Linked DNA regions of Mus musculus: region 2 is linked to region 1. Evidence: chromatin contacts called from public HiChIP or PLAC-seq data. All regions are on one chromosome and are shown on one strand. Each heading gives the region's core, a stretch centred on a gene start, on an enhancer-like site or on the middle of the called end of the contact. The rest is flanking DNA. Distances are from core to core; before and after follow the strand shown.

Region 1 (4,562 bases), core at 426-2,925:
CCCCCCCCCGAATCTCTAAGCAATGAGAGATGAGAAAGGGCAAGGGCAGCGGGAGGCAGGAGGCCCAACCCCTAGGAGAATCTAGGAGACAACTACAAACCCCAAGCCACTCCAGATTTAAGCCCCACCTACTTTTAGTTATTGGCTGTATTTCGGCCTCTGCCGCGTGGGTTACCATGGTAGCTGTGGGAAGTGGTCGATTATGTATGCACAGACCAAGAGTTTCCTAACCTCCAATCACCTGCTGTGATCCTCAGCTGTGACTAGACCAGAGCCTTTCTCAGAATTAGCAAAGACTAATTCTCCTGTCTCCAGTTGGCTGAAGTGTGAACAAGCTCTCTCTTGCAATCTGCTGTTTCTGTGACCAGCATATCGCATAACAAAGGTGTATATGGATCACTCTAATGGAACAGATTTATTTACCTGGGGGACTAGTCGTACTTAAAATACCTGCTTCTCTGTCTGCCCGAAAGGGGTGCAACGGATCATTCTCACCAAATATCAACTCAAACCCGGAATCATGGCCCAGTGCTAATCTCACTTGTTCTGTAGCCGCTTCCAGGTGATCTCTCCCTGAAGTTATTTGCCATCTGGTATTTTTACCATTTTTGCAAGTATCTGTATAGAAAGATTTTACAACCCCCCCTTTTTTACACTAGTATTTAAATGATAAATATTTAGGGGAAAACTATACTACAGATCTTGATCTTTCTTGGACGAGTGATATGTGACGGCCTCCTGTTGAAAGCAGGGACACAACTCCCCGTCAGCCACATGCTCATCAGGTGAGCCATGTCATCTTGCCGAGAGACACCCCAGACAACGTGTTTTGATGCCCTGATATGGATACAAAATGCCCAGTACTCAGAACAATATTCAGCAAACTCCACATTATATAATTATAATTCATAACTTCATTAAAAATGGGCCTTTATTGAGTGATTTTACTGAGTTATTTGAGCATGATTAACTGGGAGTAGGCTACACTGTGACGGTCAGTTACACTACTCCATTTCCCACTTAACAATACTTTCAGTGTATACTGGGTTCAGCAGACTGTTAGACCACTGCAATTAAATAAGATCTTTATGATCCTAGAATATCTCCCTTGTTTTGCATTTTCAAATGTAATTTACATCTTGCGTGTTATTCTCCCTCTGACCTATTTAATCATCTTTCTACACTTTCCTTAAAAGGGATACGGGAGGAAGAACTGTCTTATCATTTCCCTATCACTGTAGGTCACATGCAGAAAAGCATGACGACTTACTGTTTTAATAGAACAGGAAATTATAGCAAGGAACCAACCAAGTTCTTGTTCAACTCAATGTGGATGCACACGTACAAGCATATCAAAAAAGTATTCCCTTAAGTTCCTTTTACCAGGCTATTAATACGAACGATCTGCTACTGTATATCTGCATTCTTAACAACTGACCTGAGGTAATATGTACGTCTATAAAGTGTCTTTTGAGAAATTTCCTATATTTTTATAGACTTTAAAAATGTCTCATAAAAAGACTTCCCATAAAAATCTCATCACTCACCCTGGAAGAACTCAAGTGGAGAGCCAAGAGAAAGAGACTGAGATGAGCGAGCTTCATGCCGGAGGAGTGCGGGGCCAAGTCTCCACGGAAGACCCTTGTCCATTCCAGCTACGCTCCTGCCATTTAATATTTAACCCCTGAAAAAATATTTAAAAAGGAAAAGCCTCCTAAAGAGCTTTGTACTTTTGAACTGTTAGAGGATTTGGCTAATAGCCAGAGCTTTATCGGAACTGAAAAAAAAAAAAAAAAAAAAAAAAAAAAAAAAAAAAAACCAAACCAAAGCCTTCCCAGTAAATTCCTGAGGCAGGCCACCAATAGAAAGTGTTCACACCAGAGGAGGCAGATTGCTCCATATTGGCCCAGACAATGCCCCAGTTCGAATCTGTTTTCCAAGGAACACAGAAAGTACCATGGAAGGGATTCCCCCCCCCCACCTCCACTTTTGTGTCATTTGGTAAATAAAATTACACTCGTTGGCTTAAGATTGAGGGCAGCTGAAACACTGCCGGTCTGAGTCCTCTAGGGGCAAGACTCCTGTCAGGCATCAGTGCCCATAGAAAAAAAGAGAGAAACCAGGGAGAGCAGAGCAGAGAAATAGGATCTCTACGTGAATTCAACAAAGCCTGCCTGTGGGGCGCTCTGGAGAATGTGATTGGTCAGGTCCTTGCCTCAGAGGAAGGCTGGGCTATTACACCACACCTTGTTCAGTCAGAGAGGCGCTGCCCTTAGGTAGACAAGGTCTCTGTAGCTGACACGAACACGGAGGAGCGCCTGTTATCTGGTGTTTTCTGGCATTCCTCACAGACGGCTGGCAAGATCGTTCATACAGGATGTGTCTGGAAGACTCACCAGTGTCTTCGGTTCACAGTTTGAACTACAAAAGTAGTTCTTCCAAATTTCCCCCAGGTCTCTTCTTCCTGAGAGAAAACTCCCAAGAGGGAGTTATTAGGGGAAACCTCCCTAACTCAGACATTGCCGTTCATGGTGAGGCCACAGTTGATGTTTGGCTACGGTCTCTTCTTCATTAATTCCCTAACGCCTTCCCTCTGAGCTTGACCTCTGTGGCTTCAGTGGCTTTTCTGATGGTATAACCAACCCCACAGTGTCTTCCAGGCATGAGCCGAAGTCCTGCCTTCCATTCTCAGCTCAAAGTTGCTGTTTCTATTTCTTTACTGTCAACACAGTCACTCAACCAGTCATGTGATCACACACATACTCCCTTCAACCCCCACTGTGATTACAGGAGCTCCGGTTCCCCCTGAGTTATCAGAGCCTTTGGCTTTCTTCCTGGTGTCTAGACACAAAGAGACCAGCATGCACCAGGAAACGGCTTAAGTTTTCCTTTGTTAATGGGATGTTGTTGATACTATTATTTTGAGGCAGAGTGCCAGTCTCATAATGTAGCCAGGGCTGGCCTGACCCTTCCTGTGCAGACCAGGATGTCCTCAAACTACAGGGATCCTCTTTGCTCTGTCTCCTGAATACTAAAATTACAGATGTGTGCCACACCACTCCCGGCTCAAGAGCATTCTTAGTGTACCCCTGGTGAAAATGTGGTACCTTTGGGGACCAAGACCTCTATCAAACTCCACAGAATATAGTTGTAGGAACAGGGAGCCTAGAACTCTGAGCTGATCACTGGGAGCAGTGGTCAGTGTAGTCATTCCTGCCTGAATCCCTTGATTGTTCCCAGACCCGTGTATCATTTCTATGAGAGACACGACGCTAAATATGAGGCTGTGGTTAAATGTACACATGAATCCCTAGAGGATAGCAGTAGTCCTCTCGGAGGGCCGTTAACTCTCACGTTGGCTCAGCATTCAGCAAACCCTGCAATGCTATACTATCTTCTGGGGACCATGGTATGCAATACGTGGTATAATACATGGGCACAGGCTAACTTCTGCACCTCTTTTGCTGAGAGTACCCTTGGCAGGTGGGTTGTTACATAGGCTTTCTTGTTGGAAGATACGAATACTCTGAGATCCTTTGAAGCCAAAGGATTATTAGGCCTGGTATTAACGAGGCCTGCAAGCCCAAAAGACACACCAGTATCTCAAATACATCTGCAGGGGTGGAATTTTGTGACATTTGGAATTCTGGGGACTTTTCAGAGGATAAATAAACGTCAGACCCCTGAGAGGTGATGGGTTGTTATTGGGCTATTGGTTGGTGGGTTGCTTGTTGGCTGCTGTTGGTCATAGTTTATTAAGCACTCATGCACAAAGAAGAAACAACAAGAAGAAATTAGATATCCTGATGGTGAAGATCAAACTTGCCCCAAAGAACTCTGTGCCCCTAATCAGCAGGAAGTAGTCTAATGATGATAACATCACCCCCTTTCAGACCCCTGACTTTATTCAGAGATCTCTTTCCTATCCTCTCTATCTTCTTCTCTCACTTACCTACTGTTAGGGAGTTGAAAGGGTAGAAGAAAAGGGGAGGAGATTGGTGGAAGAAAGAAGAACCCACAAAGTAGCCAAAGTCAACAACAAACCATCAAGTAAGAAAATACCCCAAAGGCTTGCAAAAGGCAAATTTGTTAGTAGCATTTTCTTATTTGAGTTTTTCTTCTCTTAGGGGACTCTGGCTTGTGTCATGCAGACAAAAAAACCTAACCAACACAAGAACTGAGGGGACAGTGAATGCACACTGCCCCAGGGAGTACACACTGCCCCAAGGAGTGCACACTGACCCAGGGAATGCACACTGCCCCAGGGAGTGCACACTGCCCCAGGGAGTACACACTGCCCCAAGGAGTGCACACTGCCCCAGGGAATGCACACTGCCCCAGGGAGTGCACACTGCCCCCAGGGAGTGCAAAATGTTTATGATTTTCCTTTCTTCTGAAGATAATTCTAGTTAACTTTTATTACTATGCTTTAAATTATTGCTAAACTAGAATCAAGGTTCTCATTTGTTAAAAAAAATCACTGAACAAGTTTTAAGCCTTCGGTAATAAGTAGAATTTCTTTTTAAAAATTGATTTATTTTCTGGGCGGTGGTGGCTTATGC
Region 2 (4,355 bases), core at 1,715-4,214, 1.7 Mb before region 1:
TTGATCCTAACAATCCCACACAGGGCTCAGATTACAGCTCTGTAGCACCACACCCAGGCCTACCACCACCCTTTCAGAGAAGCCAATGTAGTCATTTGTCTTCCTTAGTTGGGATCCAACTCACAACCTAGCTGGACATTGTCACTGAGCTTCATTTCCATCGCCGTTCTCTCCTTTAGAAAGGTCACCAACATCATTTATCCTTTAAAGATTTATGTGTGTAGGTGCTTTGCCTGGTGCCTGTGCAAGCCAGAAAAGGGGTGTCGGGTCCCCTAAACTGGAGTCACAGATGGTTGTTGAGTCGCCATACAGGTGCTAGAAATTGAACCTGGGTCTTCTGTAAAAGCAGCCAGTGCTCTTAACCGCTGAGCCATCTGTTCAGCCCAAACAAACAGCATTTTAAAAGATGATGAACCATGGATTTAGTAAACTTTAGTAGGTTAGAAAGAAAGAAAGAAAGAAAGAAAGAAAGAAAGAAAGAAAGAAAGAAAGAAAGAAGAAACCTCTTTCAGTGAAAAGAAACTGTTAAAACAAGGGCATTTAGATAAATAATTTGCTTTCTTTTTACATTTTTATTTTTATGCTATAGGTGTTTTCGTGCATCCTGTGTATGCAGGGCCCATAGAAGCCAGAAGAGGGCATTGGATCCCTTGGGACAAGAGTGATAGACAGTTGTAAGCTGCCCCATGAGTGCTGGGAATTGAAACCCACCCCTTCCCCTGGAAGAGCAGCCAGTACTCTCTCCAACCCCAGAATCTGCTGTTTTAAAAGTCAGTGAACATCACAGAAAAACTACACCGAGCTCCTTCAGAAACTCGCTCTTACCTGTTTGTCTTTTGTTTGTTTGAGAGTTTTGGAGTCAGGCAGGGTCTTATGTAGCTCAGATTGACCTGAGGTCCCTATATGGAGGAGAGCAGTCTTGAACTCCCGATGCTCCTGACTCTGGCTCCCAAAAGCGAGAATTATGGGAGTGTTTCAGCACTCCCAGTTTTATTTTTCTGTAAATGGCATGACAGAATAGGCAACTGAAGCACAAAGGACCACATGTTCCTAGTTCTCCATTTAACAGTTTTCGGCACAGAGGTCTATGTAGAATCTATAGCAATCATATCCTGCAACGGTACACCCAGGGCTGAGGGCTTTGGGGCTCTTAAAACTTCACCCATGTACACAGTTCAAAAATCCTACAGCGTCGTTTTCCTCAGGTCTTTACTTAGGTTTAAGTATATAGGTATACTTATATTAGGTATATATCTCCATAATGTAAAAATATTTGAATTATGAAGTAGGAGGTAGGTGGGTTGTTCACCCAGATTCACCTACATAGAATCTTGACCCTCTCTGCACCCACGGATCAAGACACTAAACTTCTGAATTACATCTGTGGTTGTCTGGGGGGGAAAAAATGTTAGTTCAAATTTCTATTTACTTGGTCAGCATGCTAGCAAGCCAATCCATTTCTATTGCCTTCTGGGCAAAATGCCTAGGTTTTGTAAAAGTAAAAAGGAACTCCTCATTGCAAAGGAAAAATAAACCCAAGGAAAACAAATTTATTTGTTGATGCTCTTTTCTGGGTTCCTACCTTTCTGTAACTTGAAAACAAGTGCGCTCCCCACAATGAAGTCTAACCTGTGGTTAATTGCAGGAGAGGTTAACTTAAACTTCTGGATTGTGACATCATCTGTGACCTGCCACCTTGGCACCTCCCCTCCAAAGTTCTATTTTGCTGCCATTGGGTTTAATGATTATTGACACAAATGATACCCACACAAAACACCAGAAATGCTTATTGTTGTTTTTGTGGATTATGTTAACTCCCATAGGACAGTCTGTACAATCCTACACGTTCAAACTTAAAACCAGAAGGGAAGTAGGCAATGCAATAAAAAGCATTTCTATCAATTAAACTCATTGGAGGTTTAGCCAGCTGCCTGGATGCCTAGTGACACCCTCCAAAACGACCGTGGTTGACTGAAAACTGCTACAAGGTGTGGAAACGACTCCAAAGAAATGCTGATCCTTGGCCATTTTTAGACAGAAGCAACCCTTCCTGCAACCTAATTGGTAAGATCAGCCGGGGCCGGGGATGGGGGTTGGGGGGCACACACACATATGGACACTTGTGCCCCAAGGCAACAGAAACGCACAGGTTCATTTAAGTGGAGAGTCACTCTTTCAGAGTCATTCTGGTTCCGGTTTCTCATCCTTGCCAGGACGCAATTCACCTAACGGAGCAAATGACAAGGTGGGTAGCATCATTAGTCTCACTAACCGGGAACAAGCACCCTTCCAGCTCACCTAGAGGTGCCACCAGGCCCGTGGTGACTAACCTCGCCAAGCGGTCTTGTGATGTTTGGAAACCTACCCCCTCGACCTAGGCGGGGCACCACCCCTTGAGTCAGCGGGTGCCCCTGGCCCGCACACGTCGTTATTAGGAAGCAGTTTCCGAAACCCGAGGAGGTGCGGAGGTGGCTTATCCCTTCCCTGCCCCACCCCTGAAAGTTGCTGGGAGCGGCACCTAGAGAACTTTCCCAGATTGATCCCCGCCCGCGTTCAGGGAGGTCTGCCCGGCTCTGCGCTCAGCCTGCGGCCGGGAGCCACCTCGTGCTGCCTGCCAAGCCCCTCCTTCGCCGCATCTTGTAGGGCCGCAGAGGGGAGGGAGGGTCGGTCGGCCAGCTGGGATCGCCTCCCCGAAGAAGTCGCACCGGTTTTTCGAGCTCGGCTAGGCGTCCGGAGAGACTCGGTCGCCGGGAGTCGCGGGAGCCCGCGGGAGCCTCGGGCCCGGGGTGAGTCACGGCTGGGAGCAGGAGAGGGCTGGCGAGAGTGCGAGAATGAATGATGTCAGGGCGCGGGCTGGGGAGGAGGGCGGGCCCGCGGTAAACAGAGCTGCGCGCTGCCCCGGGCTCCGCCGGCCGGAGACCCCGCCCTCGGCGCCGCCGGAGCCGCCCGGAGCCCGGCCCGCTGCGGCGCCCGGACTGCGGCCTGGGGCGGAGCGGCTACCTATGCGGGCGAGACCCGCGCAAAGTTTGCAGCTCTCGGGCCCGGTCCCCCGGGTCCTCTGCGCCCAGCGAGCGCCCCCGGCGTGCGAGCACCGGCTGCGAGCGGTGAGCGCCGGGCCGGGAGGAGGATGGGCTGCGGGCTGCGCGTCCTGCGGAGCGCGCGGGGACGTGGCTCCAGTGGGGGACGTGGCTCTGGTCGCCACCGCCTCCCCACAGGCCGCCCCGCCCCGGGCATCCTTGCTCAGTTTTCATCTGCTGGGGGTCAGCTGGTGGCTGTCTCTCCTCCCAGCCTGCTGCTCATTCATTTGCGACCCATTTTCGGATACTTGGTGATGGTGTTGAAATGGCACAGGTTAAACCGTAGATTGTGCAGTGCCGCTCTGGGGGGTCAGGGTTGAAGTTCGAGTGGTGGAGGAGAGGCTGCCACACGCTGACAAGCTGTGCACAAGACCAGCTCCAGGCTGCCCAACAGGACCTTTGGCGTTCAGACCCGCGCCCCTTAAGGAAGGGAGATTCGATTTGTCAGCACAGAGAGGTGGGAGTGGACCTTACCCCGTCACAATCTGTGGGTCCGGTGATCGTTCTGTCTCAGAAGCAAATAGTTCAAATGCTATATCCTGTAATCTTTTATTAATCCGCCGTTCCTCTATTTCCAAGACTTGCTTATTTCTAAAATGACCTTAAATTATTTTGACATGTGTTTGAAATACTGAAGAGGCTCAACTCTTTTTGTCAGTGTGTTCGCGTGAACTTTGAATCCTTTAACTGTTCAGTTCTTTGGTTTCACCTCGGTTATGTTAACCATCCCGAACAGGTAAAAATGGCATTAGGACTACCTTAGACAATAGCAACGATTAAGTAAGGATTAATGAGGTTAGTAATTAAGGCTGGAAAGTACAAAAGTCTGAACGTAAACCTCTTTCATCAAAGCAAACTTCAATAAATTTTAACTCTTGACCTGTAAATAATAGCAAGTTCCAGTTGGCTTAGGTAAATGCCAGCTTCCTTCTGACAGATCTGGCGGGCCCAGGTTAGCACGTGAAATATTGTTGTCTACTCCCTTAGAGTGGGAAGGGAGGTTTCCAGGAAGTTAAACGTTGCAGGTGGATACCTAAGAAGGTTTTGTCCCCACCCTCTGTCCTGGGAGCTACTAAATGTTTAAGAGACATCAAAGCAGCTGGACACACAGAGAATGAGAGGCCTGGACTCTGCAGAAGGTATTTGTAGCGAACTCTTTACCATTTCTTCCTCTCCTCTCCTCTCCTCTCCTCTCCTCTCCTCTCCTCTCCTCTCCTCTCCTCTCCTCTCCTCTCCTCTCCTCTCCTTTCCTAGAAGCAAGCAAAGTTCATTTTTGTT

Evidence for each region. HiChIP or PLAC-seq counts read pairs in DNA pulled down with a chosen protein or histone mark.
Region 2: a FOXA1 HiChIP or PLAC-seq map of pancreatic cancer cells shows a contact between it and region 1. The contact joins the promoter of Sgms2 here to the promoter of Cfi in region 1. A contact is called at or near these places in 1 of 39 promoter capture datasets (liver) and 2 of 115 datasets of contacts at active chromatin or transcription factors (astrocytes and pancreatic cancer cells).

The regions. Positions count from the first base shown.
Region 1 is chr3:129,833,852-129,838,413 of GRCm38.p6, reverse strand. It overlaps Cfi (complement component factor i), which reads right to left and starts at 1,675. Exons shown (of 14, transcript NM_007686.3): 1 at 1,548-1,675. The coding sequence starts at 1,604.
Region 2 is chr3:131,488,839-131,493,193 of GRCm38.p6, reverse strand. Sgms2 (sphingomyelin synthase 2) reads left to right here and starts at 2,964. Exons shown (of 6, transcript NM_001379585.1): 1 at 2,964-3,104. Gm36753 (a long non-coding RNA gene) reads right to left here and starts at 2,678. Exons shown (of 5, transcript XR_003954556.1): 1 at 2,148-2,678; 2 at 1-1,629.